2 separate regions of the Anas platyrhynchos genome follow, and region 1 is linked to region 2. The links are chromatin contacts, called in public Hi-C maps. All regions are on one chromosome and are shown on one strand. Each heading gives the region's core, a stretch centred on a gene start, on an enhancer-like site or on the middle of the called end of the contact. The rest is flanking DNA. Distances are from core to core; before and after follow the strand shown. Region 1 overlaps MBNL1 (muscleblind like splicing regulator 1). Region 2 has its middle 19 kb from the start of SUCNR1.

Evidence for each region. A called contact is a pair of places that touch in the nucleus more often than the background predicts.
Region 1: a Hi-C map of subcutaneous adipose tissue shows a contact between it and region 2, with 2.0 times the contacts expected there. The contact joins two enhancer-like sites. A contact is called at or near these places in 2 of 8 Hi-C or Micro-C datasets (skeletal muscle and subcutaneous adipose tissue).

Annotation. Positions count from the first base shown.
Region 1 is chr9:849,830-854,872 of IASCAAS_PekinDuck_T2T, reverse strand. MBNL1 (muscleblind like splicing regulator 1) reads right to left here. Exons shown (of 10, transcript XM_027464637.3): 10 at 2,546-5,043. Among named protein-coding and RNA genes, the nearest start is that of P2RY1, 26 kb to the left of the region's middle. Within about 2 kb of position 2,227, at least 5 of the 8 cell types and tissues checked have an H3K27ac peak or open chromatin away from gene starts, as enhancers often do. A contact at or near this core is called in subcutaneous adipose tissue, where this site is marked.
Region 2 is chr9:758,886-763,480 of IASCAAS_PekinDuck_T2T, reverse strand. No RefSeq gene overlaps it. Among named protein-coding and RNA genes, the nearest start is that of SUCNR1, 19 kb to the right of the region's middle. Within about 2 kb of position 2,755, at least 4 of the 8 cell types and tissues checked have an H3K27ac peak or open chromatin away from gene starts, as enhancers often do. A contact at or near this core is called in subcutaneous adipose tissue, where this site is marked.

The sequences.
Region 1 (5,043 bases), core at 978-3,477, 92 kb before region 2:
GGCACCCCTGGGCTGGCACCTGCATGAGATTTGTCACCTGTCTGCCACCATTGCACCCATGTGCAGTGCCTACCACCCGCTGCTCCAGCACATTTGTGCTCTGTCCTCTGCTCACTGTCCAGTCTCAAGACTAAACCCAAACAGACAGCTGCTGATTCGGCCCTATAAAATGTCATCAAGCCACAGGCTGCAGGGAAAGCACGGAGCTCCTGAAACAGGCCACTCCAAGCTGCAACCAAAAGGTGAATAGAAATAATTCCATTGAAGACTAAATGGAAATTCCACTGCAGCAGCTACTAGAGAACCAGCACAGCTGCAGAGGAGCGCTCTGGCCAGGCACGTCACCATCCCGGCACGTTACAGCCTCTGTAATTTCCCTGTAGCCAGCCACGGCCCATGCGGCCCTGGCAGCATCCTCAGAGCCACTGCACAGGGCTTGTCTGAACGGGACCTGGTGAGCGAGCCACGGCTCACCGCTCTGCGGGGCTCTGGCTGTCGGTGCCGCGCAGCTCTCACCGCAGGCAGCCGCTGCCCACGGCGCCAGCTTGGAGCTTGCCGACTTTGGAGCTTGCAGCAGTCACTGCAAAGCCATTCGGTGCTCAGGACAACACAGGTAGGAGTGAAACACAGCCCCAGGGCTTGCCCCACGCTTCAATGATGCACGTTCACCAAACAGCACAAGGTTGTTTTATCGAATGGATACAGCTGAAGAGATTAATGTACCTGGCTTTAGGAGAAATTAATGGAGCAATTAATTGTCTAAGTGACCTGAGGAGGGGATGCTGAGAGAAGCAAAGCAGCTCCCGTAGCCAGCTTCATCGGGCAGGGGGGATTCAGATCAGTTCCCTCAAGCTCCCCTCCGTGCTCCTTTCTGTTCTGTATCTGCAGCTCTATTTTAGGAGGAAAGTTTCAATCCAGCACAGATGTTCAGAGCCGGGTTTCATGCAGCAACAATCTTTTCACATCACTCTGCTTTTTGCACTCCAGATTACTAATGCAGGAAGAGCTGCAGCCAGAGCTGGCTGTCGGTGGCTGGAATGAGACACCGAATACATTTTCCCCCTTGGATGAGCGCTGCGGGTGCCGGCAGGTGCAGGATACCCTCAGTCACCTTCACGGGCACCTCCTGCATCCCTCCTCCCCCAGACCAGCTCTGGAGCAGTGTGGCACAAGGAGGCCATCCCCAGACACAGCGGGCTGGGCTCCAGCAGCGCCCGGTGCCCCCCGGCCCAGCAGTGAAGGGAAGCCCTGGGGGAGAGATGCTTTCCTAACCCAGGAGAGCCCCCGGCCAGTTCCCCGGTGCTCGGCCCCGCTGCCCGCCCAGGGCTGTGTGGTGCTGCCCGTGCCAGCTCGCAGCATCACGCCGCACGCAGCCAGCCCTGCAGCTCGGGAGCGCAGCGGCTCTCAGTGGCTGGCTCCGGTTTTTATCCTCCGCTAACGAGAGCGCAGTGACTGAGGGAGCTGGGTACTGAGCCAGGCCTCTCCAAACGCTTCCTTTAATGAGTTCAGCACTTCTCGCACTTAGGCTGCGGTGAGTTCAGCAGCCACGGAAGGCGGGAGCAAGCTGGAAGCCTGCAGGCACAGCTCCAGCCCGGCCCAGCTCCGGCCCATCCCAGCACCTCTCGGTGCTGCTGGCCCTGGGGCGCACACAGGGACCCCCCGCCACTGGCACACGCATGCCCCAGGGCACCCTGTGCAGATGAGAATCTCCTCCTGGTGCTTGGTTCTGCACAGGGGGGGCACGAAGCTGGCAGGCACAGGTCCGCCTGTGGCCTTACCAAGCCGACCCGCTCGGCTGGGACCCAGCCCTCAGCACAGGGCAGCTCGTTGCAGCGGGAGCTCCCCTGACGCTGCGTGCTCTTAGTACTAACAGTGAGGTGCACAGCCCATGGAGTGTAAAGCTTTTAAAAAGCAGCGATACTGAGAGGAAGGTAGAAAGCGCAAACTTCCCTTTCCTGGACTAGAGGCATGCACAGCACACCTCTAAATGCCTTTTCTGTGAGCTGCTCCCCAGCTTTGCTAACACCTAACACAGGGCAGCCTTCGTGAGAATCGGCTGCTGTGTGTGCCAGAGGCCAAGGCATGCACTCAGGGTTAGCTTTTTGAATTTGTGATTTTTTCAGTCACAGCTCTGATGAGTTTTTTATGGGAAGGAGCCGAGCGCAGGCAGGCGGCGTGGTCGGGCTCCCTCTAACGTCGGCCCCGGCTGCTCGGCTCCGCTGTGCCAGGGCTGGGTGCGTGCCCAGGGCACCGTGTGCTGCTCCCGTCTGGGACGTGCAGCCCAGAGGCTGCTCTGATCCACGCTGTCCCCTTTCTCTACATTTACCCTCTATGTTTGGTATAATAACGCCCTCTGTACTTACCATTCCCAACACGCAGTCTGTACATTTATCACAGCACGTGCTGCAAAAGAGAAACCCCCGGTGTCAGCATTTGGCCTTTTTCCCCACAAATAATGTCCCTGCAGTCACACAAATACACAGTAAAGTGAAAATGTACACAAAAGGAGGTGCTGTGGTTTTCAACGTGATATAGAAAAACGTAATTAAGAAAGAGAACTTTTATTAGGGCAATTTCACTTTATTTTTCCATACAGCAAGGTCAACTATAGCAGTAATAATAAAATAAGCATAAAAACAAATTGCAGCCCAGGACAGAGTACATAATTTGGAGCAACTACAAGCAAAAGTAAGTCTGTGATTACATAATAGTAAAACCAAGCACATCTGTCCTTTCAGCAGATGAAAGTTGCGGGGTTGCAAATAAGTGCAACTTATTCGTTATTCAGTATGAGTACTGGAGAGATCAGATAAAGGAATGGCCCGATCGCTTCTTCTTTCCAGCTTTGGCATAAATAATGACAAGGCGTCTTGAATGCTTTCCATTAAAACTGTAAAATTTCTTTTTTTTTTTTTCTGTTTTTTTTTTTCACCTGCTAAAAGAACAGGACCACTACAGCAATAAAAAATAATCACATAACAACTACAGCTACGGTGTGCTGTTTGGTTTGCCTGTTCATGATTCAACTTTTTTGTGAAAGTCAGTATTTGTTTTGAAGAATCTTTTTTGTGAACAATAAACCACTGAAATTGTCAGAAACTGGTTTGAATAGTATATACCTTTAATATATTTTTGATACTTTAAACATGCAGTAGTTTTTGAATAATGTACGGAATATTTGATCCATGATTTCACCTTGATGGTTTGAAGTACCTGCTTTTTTTTTCTTTTTTTTTCTTTTTTTTTTCTTTTTTTTTTATTAATGATTTTCAGGCAGATTTGAACCAGTGGAGCTTTTGTCAGTCATGAGATCTTGGAAGGATGGCATATCTTTCCAGCTGAAAAAATCCTGGCAAACTACAAGCTGTCCACATAAAGCAAAGCAACTTTTTTGAAGGGGTATGGAGTGCTAACTCTGTGCCACTTTTGCAAGCAATTTTGTTCAGCCTGTCATTTTATTAGCCTTAACAAAACTCCTTGTAATTATAGACATTTTTATTCAAAATAAGATCTTACTATTATACAGGTTTCTCTCTTTTTTGACTATATACAGAAGTGCAAAAAGTCAACCTTCTCTCTATACGTTCCCACATGCTAAACTGCAGCATAATCAACCCTCAAGAGTTTGCACACACACACTATAATTCTTGTTACGTAAACTTTGAGTATTTGGATTATCAACAAAACGTCCCTTGATCTATTGATTATGCAGCTTATTTATAACAAGGCCTGATATTCAGGGATTTCAAAAAATATTTAAACAATATTTTAACATTTGAAATGGATACAGTAGAAAATAAATTTTATTCTAATATCTAGGAACTAGATTTTCTCATAATAACTAATTACAAACAAAATAAATCATCAAAATATTACTCAATTGTCTGCCAGGATTGTTGCGATAGCAACAACTTAACTTCTTACTTAGCAATGATTATATAATTATAAGATATCCATATAAAAGATCTTTGTTCTTTTAATGAAAACTAGACAAGAACTAACAATGACTGACATTCTTACATTGTAATATTAAATCAGTAAAATATAAATCATTTAGTCAACAATAATACGAATATTCATATGACACTACATGTAAATTCAAAACTGAGTATGTTATGAAGAACACTACTTTTTTTTTTGTATTTTGAAAAATTCATCAGTAAACTCTAATAAAACAAAATTCTATAAACTGAAATGGTATTCAACTGGTAATAGAAAATGAAAACAATCTAATAAATGTAAGAAATAAAAACTACACTTTTAACAAGAAAAAAATAAGTAATATTCTATAATGTTAAGTAACTACAATAACATGTGAAGTCACCTATACTTTCTTAACACGATTGAAATTACATTGGTATGGGTTTTAACCCGTAATGTAATAATCTAAGGCTTTAATAGATGTACAGTACAATCAGTAAAATCAACACATCATTCTTATACTATAAAGCATCTCTCTCAAGCATAAAAACTTGCAGTAAACTTGGAAGTATGGCGAGTTCTACAACCGAACTCGCGCTTCTTCCACTCCACGCTATGCTACCAGTGACCTGGCCCCCACTTCAGCACTTTGCTGAACAGAGCAAAAATATCCTTTACTAGCTGCAACATCCAAACCACAAAAAGGAATTCCTTTGGATGAATCCATTCTTAGAACTTGAATGCACATCTATTTTTTTGTTTTTATTTTGTAAAGGCTTTCTAAGGCTATAAGCAGTTAATCTGAACAAAAAAAGTCACATATAAAACTCACCCGAGTATTTAACCCACCCAATTTCTATGCTAATTAACATCTCCATTTTTTCATATTTTGGTTTGTCATGCATCTGATGTCAGTGCTTCTTTCGTCTTTGTTTAGAGTCACTATTTAATGCGTGACTTTGATGAAGTAAAAGTGAAACCCATCTCTGCAAAGCATTTATAGTCCTTTTGACTTTCGACAGAGGCTATAAATAGAAGCAAAAGAAGTTCCTCAAACATGTGTTACTGTGTCTCAGAAATGGCTTTTCCCTTTCATATATCATGTTATACAGTAAAATACGC
Region 2 (4,595 bases), core at 1,506-4,005:
GATATACAGCAGCTCTCAGGAGAAAAAAAAAAAAAAAAAAAAAAAAAAAAAAGATCTGATTTCTCTTTGATGTAATTCTAACTAAGAATAAAGTGGCTAATCGGAAGCATTTAAGACTGTTTATTTTGATCCTTGTCTTGTGTATAGCAATACCAAGGTGTACACGGCAGTCTGAAAACCATCTGAAGAAGCATGCAAGCTTGTCTCTCTTGCTTGCACAGGCTGTAGGTCTTGAAAAGCCATTTTCATAAATATAACAAGAGTCACACAAAACTCCTTGGAACCTCATATATTTTACAGTAATCAGAGGAACTGTTAATGAGAACAGGATAATTATAACTAAACATTAATTCCCCTCTATTTATTTTGGTACCAAGGTCAATTCTGATATTATTTCTTCCCTTGCCAAGTTGTATCAAGTACTATGCCCAAAGGTATTGTAGCTCAGTTAGGAAGAAAACAAAGGATGTATTAACCTCTGATGGTAACTGGAAAATTAATTTCTGGCTTCTTTGAGTACACCACTGAAATCACACTGGGAAATAACAGAAGTTAAAACAAAGGAGAGGGCCTCACAGAACGGCTCCACAAACAACACCAGGACCAACGATGAAAGATGCGTGTCTGGTCCTGGGTGAGAGAGCTGAAGCATAACCCTTGTCCTAAGGTGCATAAAGTAAAGCTTTGACTTAGAAGTGCTTTTACAGAACTAAATCCATCTAAAATGACTCATGATTCTCAGGTAGGTGAAGCAAAACGTGAGGTGAGAAGCAGGGTGCTGACGGTCCTGCCCCCGGAGCCGGGCCGCCCCATCTCTGCAGCCCAGGCTGGCGTACAGCTGGGATGGGACCTGCAGGTTCATTTGGGCACCTGCTACCATGGGGCCTCCAGAGAGCCGTGTTCCCATTACGTACACTGCTCGTTGTATGCCATGCAGCTCGCTGAAGACCAAAAAATTTCATCAAGCAAGGCTTCTCGTGCACCCCTACGAGCTGTTACACAGCCGTACTGTCCAGCAGGCAGCGGGTTGGGGAACACAACATGACAGCACGCTCATTCCCCCACGTTAGAGGGCCTGCCCCGAGAAAGGAGGGCCTCCTCCTCCACAGCGCTGCAGCGGACAGGACAGATCAGACACATCGCTCCGGCCAGCCCAGAAACGCTCATTTTTAGCCTTAGCGCACCACTATGCTGCGCAGGCATTTCCCCCATGGAAGCCCTCGTTTTCCTCCCCCTCTGCTCCCAGCACACAGACCCCGTGCAGCACATGCTGTGCCCAGACCGTGGCTCCTTGCGTCCCGGCGCAGAGCAGGGCTCCCGCTGCCCTGGCCAAGCTACACCCACACGCCTCATTTTCCTTATTTTCCAAGATATTTAACCCCATCTGACACCTGTAAGAGGTCCAGGTTCTCTGCAAGGTAATGAACACACTGCTCCCTGAGGGACAGCTGAGCAGCTCAGGCAAAAAAGAGAAGCCTGGAATTCTGAGTAACTTTTTTTTCCCTAAAAAAGCATGGATTACTAGTTACTGAAGCCTAACACGACTATTTTGGCTTCTTTATTGCCAGATTTACTTGTAAAAAAATCACAAACTTCTGCCTAAGTGAGAAATGAAAGAAAAGGCTTCCTCATCAACACGCAGACAGGCTCAGGAATAAGCAAGTGACGTGCTGCGCAGAGCAAACCCGGGCGCACCCGCAGCCACAGGCTGCCACAGCCGGCGGCCCCAGCAGCACCGCGCTCCCCGTGCCCCACGGCTGCCTGGCCTCGCTCTGCAGGGCCGCGGGTGGCAGGCGAGAAAGCGACCAAAGGCAGTGTCTGCTGGGGCACTCGGGCAGAGAAGGCTTTTCGGGGAAGCTGCAAACACCAGATGGCTCCCCCGGGAAAACACAAACAAACACAAAACCACGGCGCGCAGCGGAGCCATGGGCTGCAGATCGTGGCGGCTACGTCAGGGTGCCGGCAGCTTCGTGCTGCCTCCCAGTAACTACAGCACGGCTGCAGACAGATGAATACAAATGCAGCTTCCGTGCTGCCACTGTGGTCAGAATGACACCTTGTAAAAGCATGAGTGACTCCAGTGATCCGCTACCCAGGGACGTGAATGGAGAGTGGCCAGGCGGGGTCCCCGCAGTGCCAGCCCCACTGGGGCAGGGGAGCTGTGCCCGCTGCCAGGGCCGTGCCGTGCTGGGGGTACCAGCGGAGCAGCCCCCGTTACCCATCGCTGGGGATCGGTCGTGCAGACTGCAGCTTGCACTTGAAACAGCCCAAATTCTATGCTTACAGCAGCAGCAAGCGGCTGAGCTGAAAAAACTTCCCAGGTAGTCTGAGGAAAGAAAAAATTCACCTTCGGTACCCCATTACAACGCTCAGGTCGGTGCCCACCACATCACCCTGCTCAGCACGCGTGCGACCAGGCATGGCGGGGACACTTGTGCCACAGGACCCATCAAGCAGACACAGCTTCTACCACAGGAGGAGGCATCCCATTTTTCAAACACCTTAGGAAAAAGGTGTTTGGCACTCAAAGGCAGCATCAGGTTTCAGCACTGGCTGCCAGAATTTTTGCAAGGAACTGTCCTTCAGGCTTTCCATGCACCTCTGTTTTCCGTGCACAGAAGACTCTGAAGTTTTCCAGGAGAACTCCCTAAAGAAGTGCTCTTCTTGTTTCCCCTTTCAGCTGATCCATGCCAAGAACAAGCAGTATTTGCCAAGACCAAAATTCCTTTGCAGGGAGGCTCCCCTGTGACTCGCCAGTGCCGCGCTCCGTGGGCTGGTGCTGCACCTGCCCTTGGGCAAGCTGTGCCCTGGCCTCACGCTGCCTGCACAACCCTGCAAACCTGAGCAGGGAAGGAAAAGCACCTCCCAAAACCTCCGTGTGAGTATGCAGTGTGATGTTAAGCTGATGTCTGAGCCTTTGTAAGATCAAGAGTTGTTGTTTTCATGCCGTTCAATCCCAATTTAGCAGTGAATTATTTCCTACTCTGTATACATTCCTGTTGCGAAGCCACCTGTAGCTGTGGGTACCATTGCTTGCTTCATGCAAATTTCAGTAAAGCCACCCAAATCTCTGGCAATGACGAGGAAATCATACGCAGCAGTGAGCTGACGTATGAACAAAGCATCCCTGCGAGATCTCCATCTCACACGACGTGAGAAGCATGAACTGCGGGCACTGTGACAGGAACAGGCATTTGAAGAGCTGACCCTTGTTCCCCCCGCAGGACCTGGGGGTCCACCCGTGGCCAAGGGGCATCAGGCACCCCGGACATGTCCTCAGGCAGGGAGTGCTGGGCCAAGAGCTCTGCCCGCCTGCCCCAGGCTTTCCCCATGGCTGGGACCCACGCCAGAACCCACAGGCACCGGGGCAGCCGTGGGGTGGCATGGCCCCAGCACCACTGGGGAGGCACAGCCAAGTTCTTGAGGAGAGCCTGAAACTTGCCATAGGGTGATCAAATGCATTGGGTGGTAATGCCATGAAGAGCTCCCTAAAACGCACAGAAATTAATTGAAAATGAGATAAGATAAAACAACCTGAGTATCCAATAGGCACTAAAAATAAATTGCTTTCCCATATCAGGAAAAAGTTATTTCCCCACAACAGAACACATACATGAAACCTCAGACAAAACAACCTTGCTTAGGGTAGCAGATTCATGAATGATTCCCAGCAAACACACTAATACGTTTTGAAATACACAACACAAACCAGAATTTGTCCCTGTACCATAAAGAAAGAAAAAAAAAAATTAGAAAGGTAAAATATTTTTAAGCAGAGAAAAAATACATTATTAGATTTAAAGTTATGGTAATCTGAACTACATACATAATCTTTTTAATTCAGGCCTTTGTAGCAATGTACTATAACAGGATAATGTTTGTTTTTACTGGCTGCTACTTGCCCTGCAGAAATCAGGAGCCATTGTGCTCGTTCAGGAGGAGGATTTCCTCTAGTAAACTTGCCAGTACAAAAACAATCACACATTCCGATAGCTTTATTTGGTTATAAGAATGGTAAACTCGTAAGGCAGTATGAGCTATTCCATAGAAAAAGATTAGATGTAGGCAGCCCAAGGTTCACCCATTTAAAGTAACACAAGTTCGAAAGTTTCCATTAGCTGATTATAGGAAATAAGACATAATTATTTTCTTGGCTTTTTTTTTTTTTTTTAAAGGAAAAAAGAGAGTCCATTTTTTTTTTCTAAAGCTAGCTTGCACCAGCTACCACAAGGCACATGGAAATGGCACATTTTAATGATTCAGACATTTGAGTCATTTGCCTTATAAGCAGAGGATCGAGGTGTAACACAGCCCAAGCTCCCACGCGTGCATTCCCCTCGTAGCCTGCTGCAGACTGGCTCCTGGCTGGTAGTCTGGGTTACATTTGATTCCATACTTTCATTTACACAGGACATTTCTGAGTACTTCTGCTTGTAAACCAGCTTTATAGTATAGTATTTTTGCACATTATCTCACATTTGCTGCATCTGCAACAATTTATATGACTAGAAAAGGGAGACCTTGTAAAAGCTTATTGATTTGAATAAATATCTGAAGTACACTTCAGGGACCTGTTGCTGAAAAAGCAGAAGGAA